Linked DNA regions of Macaca mulatta: region 1 is linked to region 2. The links are chromatin contacts, called in public Hi-C maps. All regions are on one chromosome and are shown on one strand. Each heading gives the region's core, a stretch centred on a gene start, on an enhancer-like site or on the middle of the called end of the contact. The rest is flanking DNA. Distances are from core to core; before and after follow the strand shown. Region 1 holds the start of POLR3E (RNA polymerase III subunit E). Region 2 holds the start of MOSMO (modulator of smoothened).

The links. A called contact is a pair of places that touch in the nucleus more often than the background predicts.
Region 1: a contact with region 2 is called in a Hi-C map of fetal cortex germinal zone, with 4 times the contacts expected there. The contact joins the promoter of POLR3E here to the promoter of MOSMO in region 2. A contact is called at or near these places in 5 of 14 Hi-C or Micro-C datasets (CD4 T cells, blood, cortical neurons and 2 more).

Annotation. Positions count from the first base shown.
Region 1 is chr20:21,761,673-21,764,372 of T2T-MMU8v2.0, reverse strand. It overlaps POLR3E (RNA polymerase III subunit E), which reads right to left and starts at 1,313. Exons shown (of 23, transcript XR_013411934.1): 1 at 1,196-1,313. It overlaps TRNAL-AAG (transfer RNA leucine (anticodon AAG)), which reads right to left and starts at 1,591; the gene lies at 1,510-1,591. LOC144338112 (a long non-coding RNA gene) reads left to right here. Exons shown (of 2, transcript XR_013411939.1): 2 at 1-1,318.
Region 2 is chr20:21,466,084-21,468,783 of T2T-MMU8v2.0, reverse strand. MOSMO (modulator of smoothened) reads right to left here and starts at 1,439. Exons shown (of 3, transcript NM_001260737.2): 1 at 1,305-1,439. The coding sequence starts at 1,410.

The DNA.
Region 1 (2,700 bases), core at 64-2,563, 300 kb before region 2:
AATTTGGAAATGAGGAGACTGAGGTTGAGAGAGAAGTAACTCATCCGAGGTGGAATCAGGACAGAAACTAGGGTCTCGTTGATATCAAAGATCCTTATTCTTATTCTTAACCAGTATACTGCACAGATCTTCGATAAAAGGCAGTATGGTTAAGTGGGTAAGAGCCTGAACTCCGGAGCAAAACTACGCGGGTTCAAATCCCACCGCAGCTGCTTCGCATCTGTGACCTACTTGAGTTGTCTACGTCTGGTATTCTTCCCTATTTTCATCCCTAAAGTAGGGAAACTAAGTACCGACCTACAGACAGCTGCGGGGAGGAGTAAAGACGGTAATAAACGTAACCTATGGGAAGGTTCGTTATTACTTGACAACATGTTTTCTGCCAATGTAGGCGGGTAAAAACGCTGCAAGCAGGAGCGTCACCTGGTTTCTAATGAGCCATCACCACAACCCTATGAGGTAGGAATTTCTATTATCCCCATTTCACAGATGAGGAACTGTTGAGATCGCTAAGATCTCTTCTTTCCGCCTCCAAGCCCAAGGAATTCTAAAGCTAACCCAAAGGAACGACCTTGTTTGTTTACTGACACCTCCTCGGACCGAATGGTCAGGGCCGTATCCGGAGCACAGAGTTGGCTCAGTAAACACTGAATGGTTGCCTGAATAAATGAATGAGGAATCCCAGGCCTCGCCAGGCAGAAGCTAATCCGGTTCAGCTGCGAAGAGGGGGCTCCGGCAGGCGCAGGTGCCCTCCCTGCCCATCGGGGCGGGCCGCCGACCCCGAGCCTCGCTGTCCAATGGGTTTCTGCTCCCTCGCGGGTGGTCAGGACCCCTTCTCACGCCCACCACGCAGTCCCTGCCGCGAGCCGCCACCACACCCGACGCCGAGGACAGGTGTTCCTTCCGTAGGATGACCCCCAGGCCCGGGTGGGGCAGGTCGGCAGGACCCTGAGTCACCGCCGGCAGCGTCGGCCGCGGCCTCCCCAACTCCCAGGTGTCGGGTCGGGGAAGTAGGAGTCCGGGGTCGGCCTGGAGCCGGCTGCCCCTCCTCCCGCCCGAGTCCCGAGAGGCCCCCAGCCCCTCAGCACGGCGCGGCGCGGGCCTCCTTGGCCTACTCGGGAATCTAGCCCAGACCCACGTCATGAGTGCGGTCCGGCTCAAGCCCCAGCTCGGGCGCTGCCAAGATGGGACTCACCTCTCCGCGGGGGCCGAGCGCGGACGGCGGCAACCGCCCAGTTACCCGCGGGCTGCAGATGCGGCGGCGGCCCGGCTCTCCTCTCAGGCGGCGGCCATGTTGCTGGTGGAGAAACTCCGGCGGACACGTGGGGGGAGCGGGCCGGCCCCAGCGCTTCCTCTTACCCACAATGCCCCGCCCCGGCGCACACGGCTCCGCCCCCTCCGCCGCGCCATTCATGCAGGCCGTGAGCCCCGCCCTGCAGCAGGGGGCGCTGATGGCACGCGCAAAACAGCCGGGCGTGTATGCAGCGGGGAACAAAAAGAAACCAACCCTGGCAGCGGTGGGATTCGAACCCACGCCCCCGAAGAGACTGGAGCCTTAATCCAGCGCCTTAGACCGCTCGGCCACGCTACCCAGCTGGAGAGAGTATTTGCCAGAACGCTACTTAATGCTTTTGCATTCGCATTTCATCTGGAAATCGCGAGGCGTTTTCGCTGAGGTTTTTTTGTTTAATGTGTGTTCAAGCTGATCCCTATAGAATTATTTTAAAAAGCCGTGTGCTGGAAAATAAACACTTGCTCCAGTTTTTAGACCCAGGTTTGTTCCGAATAGGTATTAGAGCAAAACTCATTTTTAGAAACTGTACTCTGAGATGGATGGTTACCCTGGAGACCCCTGGTTAACTCACAAGTAATCCATACGACCCGGATTGCGTGTCTCCGGGAGAAGAAATCGATCTGATCAGAAACACGCCCTAGGGGATCTGACGGCCAAACCCGGGGGCTGGTCTGGGCAGTTGTCTCTGAGAAATTATGTGTTTAAATTTTTACTTACACAAATAACACACGAATTATTGTAAAATATTTAAACTTTGCAGATAAGGTACAAATGCTCTTTGACTCTTGACTCGCATCCTAGGCCCCTCCGCAGAGGTTAAGTAACCATTATTATCAGTTTAATATGTACTATGGTTTGAATGTGTCCCCCAAATTTCATGTGTTGGAAATTTAATCCCCAATGTGGCAGTATTGTGTGGTGGGCCCTTTAAGAGGTGATTAGATCATGAGGGTGGAGCCCTCATGAATGGATTAATCTATTCATGGATTCATGGGTTAATGGATTAATAGGTTATCTTGGGAGGGGGACTGATGGCTTTATAAGTGGGAGCTTTATAAGTGCTAGACCTGAGCCAGCAAGTGAACAGCTCAGCACCCCCTCCATATGATGGGTTGTACTGCCTGAGGACTCTGCAGGGGTACCCCACCAGCAAGAAGGCCCTCGTCAGATGCACACTCTTGCGCTTGGACTTATCAGCCTCCATAACTGTAATAAGTAACTTCCTTTTCTTTACAGATTACCCAGTTTCAGGTATTCTGTTATAAGCAACAGAAAATGGACTAAAACACTATATATCTTTTGTACAAAAATGTACAAAAATTACAAAGAAAAAAAATCATCATCCATAGTGCCACCACCTGGCATTAAATTAATGACTATCATTATTGTGGCTTTTTTTTTTCTTT
Region 2 (2,700 bases), core at 190-2,689:
CTCGGCCTCCCAAAGTGCGTGAGCCACCGCGTCCGGCCACATTTTTACAAGAAATTATCCACGTAGGGAGCTTGACATTCCCAACCCTCCAATAGTTCCTTCACCTGCACTGAACAAGCAGTTAAAAAACAAGACCATTCCTTAAATCGGAGCAGCTCTCCTGACAGCTGTTTACATTAATTAAGGTTTGGTCTCACAGGTCTGGGAGAGGGGGAGAAAGAGAGGCGGAAGAGCGGAGGAAGGAGAGGTAGCAGGGAAAGAAGTGGCCCAAGCTGAGAAAAATCTTGGAAGCGCATTCACCTGGGGTACCCTTCAGAAAGATGCCCGCCTCTTTCCCGAGGGCACCACCTTGCCTCTCCCGCCCACAGCTCCGTGGTGTTACAGCAAGCACTGCTCTCGCTGCCGGGCTGTCTGCAACTCTGATGTGTTATTTAATTTTGTAACTACTATTAAGATCTCTCCAGCGTTTTTGTGATGCGCTGGAATGAAAGACGCTCCATAAAATGAGGTTTATTATTAGTAGTATTATAGCTCCCGGGCCTAAAATAAAGCAAAATTATAACCACATACACACTTCAAAGGGAAAATCCGAAGCCACAAGCGTCTCAAACACTGCCAAGCGGGCAGAAGATGGGCGGGGGCGGGGGTGTAGAGGGGCTCCAATCCGGCGCCCCCCACTCCCACCAATCCCACCAGCTCTTCCAACACCTACCATTCACCCTGCCTGGTGGGGTCAGCGCCCACAGCCCGGGCTCAGCCCCGGCCGCAGCTTCCTCTGGTGGTAGAAGGTCTGGAGTCGGACCTGACCCCTCTCGGCCTCCTCTCGCCCACCAGCTCTCTAGTGGCTCCCGCACTGCCCCGCAGGCTGCCTCACTCCCAGCCCCAGCCTCTCCGCCTGGTTTCTAATTTCCTTGCAGGAGCCTCACTTTCCTCCCGTCTGCCACCTTGACTTTTTTTTTTTTTTTTAATCCAGAACGAAGCTGGTTCCTCTGCGATCCCTCACATGGGAGGGCTGCTCCCCTCCTCCCCGGTCCGGGACTCGCCAGCCTAGCCCAGGTCTCCTCGGCCACTTTTCACCCAGCCTGGGGCGCCTCTCCCCTGAGTCCGGGGGTCCCGCTGGCGCCCGGCGGTTTCCTCTTCTCTATCCCCTTCCTCCGGGGCCCGGGTCTCCCCTCCGCCCCAGGTCTCCTCAGGCTAGCCCCCGGCCGGGACCCTCCACCCCGTCCTCCCCTCAGTCCGGGTCTCCCCTGCCTCGCGTCGCCCTCAGCCAATCCCCCGCCCGGCCCCGCGCGCCTGCCGCTCACCCGCAGACTCCCCGGTGTTGATCCAGTCCGGGTTGGCGATGCTGGCGATGGCGAAGATATCGGCAGCCAGAAAGAGACATCCTGAGATGATGGTCAGTTTATCCATCTCCCCGCCCCGCTCCCCCCACCCCCCGAGCCCCGGACAGGCAGCGGCCTCACGCCTCCCGCCCCATGGGCCGCCGCCGGGGCCCGGAGTCCCCGCGCCGCTGCCTCGCGCCCACTCGGCCCCCGCGCGCCGCTCGCGCCCTCCGCGCGCCCGGGACCAGCAGCCGCGGCGCGGCCCGCACAGACGGAACCGCCGCCCGCCCCGGAACTGCTCGGCCCGCCCGCCCCTCACCCGGAAGCGAAGCCTGGGCGCTGGCGAGGCCGGTGCCGGCTCCCCGGCAGCCGCACGCTCGCTTCGTCCTCCAGGTTCGGCCGGCCGCCCTGGGCCCCTCCCCGCACTGCCCGCTTCGACGTTCTGGACCCGGACCCGACCGGCCCGGCTCCGGTCCCTGCCCAGGTCCCGGTCTCTTCCGGCAAGCCACACCACCTCTTGGCTTTCTGCCCACTCATAAGATTGTTGTCGTTGTTGATGACTGGGCACAGGCTGCGGCCGCTCCTGAGCCCCTCAGAAGCAAAACTCGAATGAGAGTGGGGAGCCGCCCGTCTTCCAGCAGGAGGCGGGCCCCGACTCCCGCCGAGCGACTCCGGGCCCCGCGCGGTCCCTGTCACCTTGTATTCTCATTGCCCTTTCCGCGGCTGTCAGCTCACAGGATTGCCCCATTTAGAAAATAGCTCTCGACACCCCCTCTGCGTCAGGCGCTGTAGGTGCAGAGGTACTGGAGTGGACAGAGGCAAGGCGCCCGCTCTCGGGGAGCTCATGTTCTGGTGGGAAGAGACAGAAACACATTAAGAACCTGTCTGCAAAATAAAGATAATTTCAGGTGCAGATCCCTGAATTCAATGGAGGTCAGTGTGATGGGAGTCGGGGCGATACCTGCGATAAGGAAGGATGCATTTCCGCTGAGACCATCATGCTCATAAAGACCTGCACTTTGAAGACCTGGCGCAGGACCAGACAGAGGAAACAGCCAGTGCAAAGATCATTAGGGGAGGGGGGCAGAAAGAGATCAGCGCGTCCAGGGTATTGCAAAATGGCATGTGTGGCAGGAGAGTAGTATGACAAGAGGTAGGCAGAGGCCAGGTGTAGGACTTTGGGGGCCTTGGATTTTGTTCTGAGTGCAATGAGAAGGCAGTGGAGGGTGTTTGCAGGAGAATCCCATGATCTTACTTCATCTGTGAAGATCGATAGTGTAGCTTGTATGGGGGAGAGGCAAAGATGTCAACAGGGACGCCAGTTAAGCGGCCAAGTAGTCCTCGAGAGAGAAGTGTAGCTTTGGCTAGGTTGAGAGTA